3 separate regions of the Mus musculus genome follow, and all the other regions are linked to region 3. Evidence: chromatin contacts called from public HiChIP or PLAC-seq and promoter capture Hi-C data. All regions are on one chromosome and are shown on one strand. Each heading gives the region's core, a stretch centred on a gene start, on an enhancer-like site or on the middle of the called end of the contact. The rest is flanking DNA. Distances are from core to core; before and after follow the strand shown. Region 1 holds the start of Tysnd1 (trypsin domain containing 1). Region 2 holds the start of Pcbd1 (pterin 4 alpha carbinolamine dehydratase/dimerization cofactor of hepatocyte nuclear factor 1 alpha (TCF1) 1). Region 3 holds the start of Pald1 (phosphatase domain containing, paladin 1).

What was found. Promoter capture Hi-C pulls out the DNA fragments that hold promoters and counts their contacts. HiChIP or PLAC-seq counts read pairs in DNA pulled down with a chosen protein or histone mark.
Region 1: an H3K4me3 HiChIP or PLAC-seq map of embryonic stem cells shows a contact between it and region 3, with 11 read pairs. The contact joins the promoter of Tysnd1 here to the promoter of Pald1 in region 3. A contact is called at or near these places in 4 of 115 datasets of contacts at active chromatin or transcription factors (embryonic stem cells, forebrain, memory CD8 T cells and 1 more).
Region 2: a contact with region 3 is called in a promoter capture Hi-C map of liver, with 2.7 times the contacts expected there. The contact joins the promoter of Pcbd1 here to the promoter of Pald1 in region 3. A contact is called at or near these places in 1 of 39 promoter capture datasets (liver) and 1 of 9 other capture datasets (liver).

Annotation. Positions count from the first base shown.
Region 1 is chr10:61,694,262-61,696,961 of GRCm38.p6, reverse strand. It overlaps Tysnd1 (trypsin domain containing 1), which reads right to left and starts at 1,448. Exons shown (of 4, transcript NM_027912.1): 1 at 220-1,448. The coding sequence starts at 1,391.
Region 2 is chr10:61,087,974-61,090,673 of GRCm38.p6, reverse strand. It overlaps Pcbd1 (pterin 4 alpha carbinolamine dehydratase/dimerization cofactor of hepatocyte nuclear factor 1 alpha (TCF1) 1), which reads right to left and starts at 1,343. Exons shown (of 4, transcript NM_025273.4): 1 at 1,258-1,343. The coding sequence starts at 1,260.
Region 3 is chr10:61,382,207-61,384,906 of GRCm38.p6, reverse strand. It overlaps Pald1 (phosphatase domain containing, paladin 1), which reads left to right and starts at 1,384. Exons shown (of 20, transcript NM_013753.2): 1 at 1,384-1,615.

The sequences.
Region 1 (2,700 bases), core at 199-2,698, 310 kb before region 3:
ATGCTAGCTAAAGGGCTCAAAGTCACCCAGTCCTACCTGCTGCTGCCCATAGTCCCACGGGTCCCCGCGCTAAGAGTCGCTTGTGCCTGGCAGTTTGCTCAAGCTTCGCTGGGCCCTATCAAGAGGCCCAGATCCCCTCACTGGAGTCCTGGTTGTCAAATATGAACTGAGGTCTCTAACACTGGGGGCCTGGTGAGGGCGGGCAGTCCTGAGTCTTACTTGGGTGTAGCGGAGTGTACCAACACCCTGGCTGCTTCCCGGGGTGCCACATGGCGACAGGTGACCACCAGGCGAGGCGCCACGACCACTCCGGAGCCCCACACGGTACCACACTCCACCAGCACCGCCGCGGCCGCCCACGGGGGTCCGAGATCGCGCAGAGGCAGGCCCCGTGGCGTGCTCACATCGGGTGGCGGCAGCAGCACAGACAGGGAAGCGGAGCCGGGGTGCAGACGGGCGAGCGCCCAGCGGGCAACCTGAAGCAGCGGGGCGGCGGCGCACAGCAGCGTGAGGCCCACCCACTCGCGGGCCTTCCAGCAGAGCGGCGCGGCCACCAGAGCCACCAGCGCACCCGCAGGTCGAGCGGCGAACACTCCGCCGCCTTCCGTGCCCGGCAGGCAGCGCGCGTCGGTGAGCAGCAGCGGCCCGGCCGCGTTGCTGAGCACGCCGCGGCTCAGCGTGTTGAGGAAGATGTCCGGGCAGAAGGCACCGAACGGAGAGCCACAAGCCAACAGCGGTGCGCCCTTGACCACGGCCCCGAGCGGTGCCACGGTCACCACCGGTCCGCGCCTCTCCTCCGCCGCCGCGCCCCGCTGCACCCGCAGCAGGGCGAACCAGCCGAGCGCGCGCAGCTGGTCCTCCTCTTCCTCCTCCGAAACCGCATCGTCGGGCGCCGAGCTTACGAAGTGCCATTGATCGACCGCATCGGCCCCGAAGAGCCGAGCGAAATGCGAGCGGAAGGCCGGGCAGCTGAGCAGCAACAGCAGCTGCGCTGGTCGCGGGGGCTGCAGAGGCCGCGCGCGGGCCCGGCTCGGGGCGCCGGGTTCGAGGCCCAGGCTTGCGCACTGAGGCGTGCACAGCCCCGGGAGTTCCTGATCCGCGCGACCGGCAGGGCTGGCAGCCGTGGGTCCCCACTGCACGTGGAGACGTAGGTCATCGCTGCAACTGTCGCCCGGCAGGAAGGCGGTGCCCGTCTGGGTCAGCGCCGCGCTGCCCGTCCGCAGGAAGGGGGTAAAGATGCCTCCGTGGCACAGCACTAGGCCTGGGTTACGGCTCAGAATCACCCCGCTGCAGCTCCACGAGCCCGCGTCAGGCTGTCCGGCCCGCGAGGCGCTCACCACGCAGCCCGCCTGCTCCGCCACTCTCATAGAGGGTCCCCATTGCCGCCCCATGGCTTCCCCAAGACGTCGCACAACGGCTGTCACCACAGGGCGACTGGCGCAAACTCTGACTCAGGCCTCCTTGCCGAGCCCGATTGGCTAAACCTCAAGCGACCGCTCTTATTGGTTGGGCACAGCGCCGAGTCCTGATTGGCTATTGATGCTACTCCTCGTTTGCTAATCCTCCTTTCCCCGCCCTCTTAATTTAGCCAGCCTAGGAATCCTTGGGTTTGGGGTGGCGGGGTGGAGGGGCGGGGGAAGAGGTGAAAAGAAACCTCCTGAGACACAGACGTGAAGCGTCACAGGGAAACCGACAAGGGCGACACTCCCCAGTCGAATCTCGTACTTGACCGGCATCTAACTGTACCCTACAGCCACTGCACGGATGTAAGCAACCTCCGTCTCTTGACAGTGGAACAATATGGGCCAAGGGAACCCTTGGTTGATTCAGTACGTACATTCATACATACATGTGTTTATTCTGGATTTTCGAGATAGGGTTTCTCTGCTTGGTGCAGGAACTCGAGCTGCAGACTAGGATGGCCTCGAACTCGGGATCTACCAGTTTCTACCTCCCAAGCCACCAAACCCCGATCTACTTAAAAAATTTTGTAAATCCTACAACAATCCACTAGGGGGCATGCGACTCACAAAATTGCTCCTAGGACAGTTACTAAAATTCCTAAATACATAAATTGTTTTGAAAGTGGCACAGGGTGCCACTTTTTGGCCCACACTGGCATCGAACTTCGGCAGTTCTTCTGCCTACATCCTCCCTAGAGTCCAGGGATTACAGTTTTACTTTACCCATGGGTTATTTAACCATGTATTATACAACCTTTCACACGACATGTCTAACCACCACTCCGGATTTATGTTAGGTCAGGGCAAATACTTTGAAAGTACAGACTGAACTAGTTCAGGTTTTGTGGGCTATAAAATCATCACTTCCAAATATTCAGCATATAACCCAGTCTCGTAATTCGAATTTCATAACAGCTCATCTCCTCCACCATTTACAAGTGTAAAAATCAAGACTGGAGAGGAGGGCTCAGCACTTAAGAGCTCTAAGCACTTACAGCTCTAAGCATGGACCTTAGTTTGGTTCCCAGCACCCACATGGTACCTTACAGTTGCTTGTAATTATAATTCCAGGATATTCAATACTCTCGTCTGGCATCTGCTGTCCCCTGAACTCATGACTCAGGCAGGCAAACACGTACACATAAAATATAGTATTAAAAAGTTCCTCACTTTCCAAGGACAGGTGGGCATGAACAGGTATGTTTGGAGAGACTTCATGAATCTCTCTAAAGTATAT
Region 2 (2,700 bases), core at 94-2,593, 290 kb after region 3:
TGGACCCCTGGAAAACAGAAGTTAGTGTCTGTTCTGTCCTCTAGAGGAACGTGGGGCCCTGAGTCTAACAAGCTAGGATTGTGAAAGAGAATCACCCAGGGATACAGTGTTCAACTGACAAGGACTCAAATTTGGCTTGGGGAGCAGGAGGAAGGTGAACTGTGTCCTGCAAGCCACCCATCGTTTCCATACCCTGGGGTGGGTATCGAAATGGCCCTTTGGCTTCATGAGTGAAGGGATGAGACCCACTCCTTAGACCAAGAGATGCCAGTGGAAATACTTCAGTAGCAAGGTTATCAAGTGAAAGTCAGCTTCATTAAAAAAAAAAAAAAAAACAAAAAACCAACACTTCCTAGAACAAGAACATCTGTGACAGTTCTCAGGCCAGCAGTGGGGCCTACAGAACCAACACCAGTGTGTGTGTGCTCTCAGAAACAAGGGGCTCCAGCTCAGTGCAGAGATCTGCTCTGTGGTTAATGAAGGGGGTGGGGGACTTCCAGCATTGACCCTTCAGTGGGTGATAAGCGGGACACTTGTAACCAGGCAGCCAGGTATCAACAGGGCTCCACTCTTTAGAATTTTCCAGAACCAACTTTCAGGCTGACAATGCTCTGAACTCAGGTCAGAGGGGTAAGGGCCTTATTTGCTTAGGGAAGCTCTGTCAGCTTGTTAGTGTGGGCTGAGCGATTACTGATTATCCAAGCCTGTGGTGTCTTTGGGCCCAATGACTCTTCCCAGGCCTCAGCTGCCAAAACACCCTCCTATCCCTGATCGAGTACAGAGAACCCGAACCACGCTATTTGGTAAGGGTTGCAGGGAGGTCTAGGGGCTCCTTTCCTAGGGACCTACCTAAGATCCTGACCCACCACCACGCCAAGGTGGGACACAGCACCCTATCTAGGTGTTAGGGCGGGGCTTAAGGCCAGGGACAGCACTGGGTGCAGAGAGAACTGAACACCACCCCCACCCCCACCCCAATCTGGCAAGCCTGTAGGGCCAGGCAGCGCCACGGAGACTTGCCTTGCTGCCACACCCCGCCAGCAGACTAGGCCTGGGAGTTGGGACAGGCTAGGTTTCCAGGCCCACCGCCACCGCCCCCAAGGGAGGCCAGGCGACTCTAGCCCGGCTGGATGGCGCTGCAGGAGGCTCAGCGTGGCCCGCGCCCCCAGCATCGGAGCCCTAGTCGTCTCTCCACACCACCCCCCGCCCCCCACTTCCTGGTCTCCTCTCAGGGTCCACCAGACTTCCTGCGCTTACCATGTCCAGTGCGGGAAGCAGGTGGCGGCAGCGAGGGAGAGAGCAGCGGGCAAGCAGCAGGCCACCGCGGGGGCGGGGCAGAGATCCGGTGGCCGCGGGTAATAATTAACATGGGTCCTCCTTGCTCCACGCCCTTGCAATGCTTTCCATGCCCTGTGCTCTGTGAGCATGGCTGCGTGATGGGCTCCAGGGCAAAAGCTTTGACATCTCAGTACCTCTGCTCCCTCTCTGCCAGAGGACTCTGGGCACCAGACTGCCTGACCTATTGTTACAGTAACAACGACAACAAAAGCCACCCAGATAAATGTCACATACACTGGACTGCACATATATAAAGTGCACAGTTTTAACCATCTTAACAGAACAGAAGACTTTTTTAAAAAAGATTTATTTATTATATATAAGTACACTGTAGCTGTCTTCAGACACACCAAAAGAGGGCATCAGATCCTATTACAGATGGTTGTGAACCACCATGTAGTTACTGGGAATTGAACTCAAGACCACTGGAAGAGCAGCCAGTGCTCTTAACCACTGAGCCATCTCTCCAGCCCAATAGAAGATATTCTAAAGGGACTCAACGTATCCCTCCTTTGGGCTATCAGGCTATTGAAACAATGGAACCCAAGAAATCAGAATTTCTTCCAGGAAAGGCATGGTATGAAAAGGAAAAACTAAGGTCTGGTGCCAGCCAGAGAAGAAACTTGTCTACTGGAAAGATTTCACACCATTCTGGCAATTTGCCAGGCCACCTTGTTTAGTAAGGTATTCCTCTTGCCCGCTGTTTAACCTTGAGCCGTAGATTAGGTCCCAGTGGACAGACTTGGAGGCTCATGGACCCCTTCATTTCTCTTCCCAGTAAAGCTGTATTGAGTAAATCACCTTGCTTGCTGTTTTAATCACTGTTTTAATTTTTAAGATTTATTTGTGTGTGTGTGTGTGTGTGTGTGTGTGTGTGTGTGTGCGCGTGCGCATTTGTGTGGGTGCATGGATTTATGTGTACTGTGTGCTGTATGCATGTAGATGCCATGGAGGCCAAAAGGGAACATTGCATCCCCTGGAATTGCACTTAGGTGTTGTTGTGAGCTGCCTCATATGGGTACTGGAGCCAAATTCAGATTCTCTGCGAGAGCAGTAAGCGCTCTGAGCCCTCTCCACAGCACCTCTGCTGTGACTTGTCTCTTTCGTTGGCATATAGAGAGTAGTGGGTGAGCCCTGCTTGTTAGGACTGCCAGGGTCCAGGCTCTGACCCTAATAACTTCAGTGACATGGAGGGACATGTGCTTCTCTTAGGAATCCATCAGCAGGATTAGGAACACCTCTCCCTGTGCCACCAGATAGCCTCTCTCTTCCAGGGCTCCCCCTAAGCCAATGCTCTTCAATTGCTGGCAAGCAGGTTGCATTTTCTAGACATCCCCATGGCCCCATGCATTGAAACCATTT
Region 3 (2,700 bases), core at 135-2,634:
CAATCTGAGTGAAGTGTGGCTGGAGCCAAGATGGCCATGGTCCTTAAGCAACCCTCTGGGCTTTCTCTTTCTTCCTCACACACCTAGGATGGGCAGAAGGGAGTCTGACATAGAGGGCAGGTAGTCCTGGGGCCTCAGTTTCCCCATGTATTAAAATAGGAATAGCGAGGGCTAGGGATATGCTAGAGTGTTTGCATGCCCAGCATACACAAGAATACTTGATTTCAACACCCAGCACTGCATAAGCCAGAATGAGGGACCGTGCCTATAATCCCAGCATTCAGGAGGAAGGATTTAGAATTTCTAGGTTATTTTTAACTAAATATTGAACAAAATCAACTTGGGATATATGAGACCGTGTGTGTATGTGTGTGTGTGAACAATGATAGGTACATAGGTACCTGCTAAGATTACACAGATGAGATACCGCTGCAGACATGCTGGGTATCTGGCCAGACCACCCTTAATGAGTCCTTTTAGGGTTGCAAGGCCCTCCTTCTGCATAGTTCAAGTTCCCTAGCTTGATTTTGGCTAAAGGCCAGGCCTGCAAAGTCTTCATCCTGGTCACAACTCCCTGCAGAGCGTGCCAAGGACCCTCTAGCTCTGACTGGGGCCAAGGCAGGTAGAGGCAGGAAGGAAATATTCCTCAGTGTAGGGAGAGAGAGACAGAGAGAGACAGAGACAGAGAGAGAGACAGAGAGAGACCTCATTCCATACATCAAAGAGGCTTTCCTGAGACCTAAGCAGGGGTGAGTAAGTGCCCATGGGTGATCCAAGGTCAAGGGTCAGGTACCAGAGCCCCAGAGCCCACCACCACTTGGATGCGTTGGGTAGGGGTAGTGGGGCTGCTCTTCTTCCAAAGACTGGGAGCTGCAATTTTCCTAAGCCAGCGGTCAAGGTGACCACCTGCTCTTTTAGGGCTTCATCCTTCGACGTCTATTCGGAGAGGCGTCAGACCTTCCCTACGGAGCTCAAGTGGCACAGGAGAAATGCTGATTCTGGGGTCCAGGAGAAGCAGAAAGGGGAAGCCCGGGGCTACAGACATAACAGGGGCCCTGGAGTAGGGGAGGGGGTGTGGCGCCACCAGCCTAAGCATTTTTCTCCAGCCATGGAGATTGGAAGCCGGCCTTGGGTATCTTCCAGAAGGAACCGACCAGACAAGGAAAGAGGAACTTGCTTCTCCCGCAGGTTCCCTCTACCCTAGGGTTTTCCTCCAGGCGTAGGGCGAGCAGACGGAGGATGCTGGCCCGGAACCGGCTGGATTGAAAGAGGGGGGAGGGGAGTTGTGCCTATCCGACCGTGGTGGGGTGAGTGTATCTTTAAGTCCGCACCCCCTCCTTGTGGGCGGAGGCCGAAGCTGTGACCGCGCCCTCCCAGGCGTGGGAGGGGGGATCCGGACTCGAGGCGGGGTTCTGGGGGTGATCCTGGCCTCGGTGGCCCCGGGCTGGCCGGGTCTGCGCCGCCTGGACACAGCAGGAGCTGCCTCCGCCCCCGGATGGGCTGGGAGGGTGGGCGGAGTCATCTGGAGCCCGCGCGGGTAGTGCCCGAAGCCCGCCTCGGCGCCGGCAGTCCCCGGCCGCATAGCGCGACGCTCTCCCGGAGCTGCGGCTGCCAGGTAAGCACGCGTGGGCCGCGCCGAGGGAGGATCGGGGTCCCTCGGTTTGGGGCGGAGGCGTCCGAGCCACCCAGGCCTGCCCCAGGTCGGCGCCACCATGCTTTCTCAAAGCTGGAGCTGCTCCCGGGTTGTGCGCAGGTCGATCCCGGACTCATCTCCTGTACTCTGGCTTCCCTCGGAGTGAGGGACAACATGGAGTGGCGACACCCGCACTTCTTGGCCTGGGAGCCCTCCGGGCCAGCTGGGCTGGGCTTCCGAAGAAGTTAGGAAAGATAGCCGCGTTGTGACCCCGGCATGGGGTCCCCAGACTTATCTGCAGGACCCTTGAGGCCCAGGGGCAAGGGAGCAAACTGAGGGGCCTGGCAGGCACTGGCTTTGATTCGCCGCTCGGTTTGGTCTCTTTTGAGGTGGGGTTTCCTTGGTGTGAGCGAGGGTGTGCGTGGAGCGTGAGTACATTCATGTGCCTGAGCATGACACCCCCCTCCCCCCAAAAGACATGGACTTAATAGAAAGGTAGTGTTTGGGACACTGACTGTCCCAGTTCCTTGTAGTGGCCAAGCTGCCCTTGTTTTGTAAATCAGACTCCACAAAAGCCTGGCCCGGGGTGAGCTTGAGGCATCTCTGGTCTTCCAGCCAGAGAGTATGGGCCGGTCCTTGTCTGCCCACAGCCAGTGACAGAGCACCTGTGGCTGTGGGCTCCGGGCCATGCACAGACAGTGTGGGAGGTGGGAGGACTTGGAAGGGCTCTGTCCTGTTGTGGCTCTGTCCTGCAAGGGAAGACAAGAGAGAAACACTTGGCCAGTTCTCTGATAGGGAGTTTGATACCAGCCCTGGGCTGGTAGCCCTAGAAGAAAATGCCAGGAGGTTCCTCAAGGGAATTGCAAAACACCGGCGCAGCGAGGGTACTCTCGCTGGGTGTCCTGTGACTTTGCTGATAGATGTGTTTAAATGTCCTGGTGCAGGCAACCCCACCCTCCTCATTAGCATTACTAATCAGGACCGCTTTGCACCTCGCCTTGTGCGGCGGTGGTGCTGGGGCGGGGGCGGGGGTGGGGGGATGGGATGGGGGCAACAAGCGTAGGATG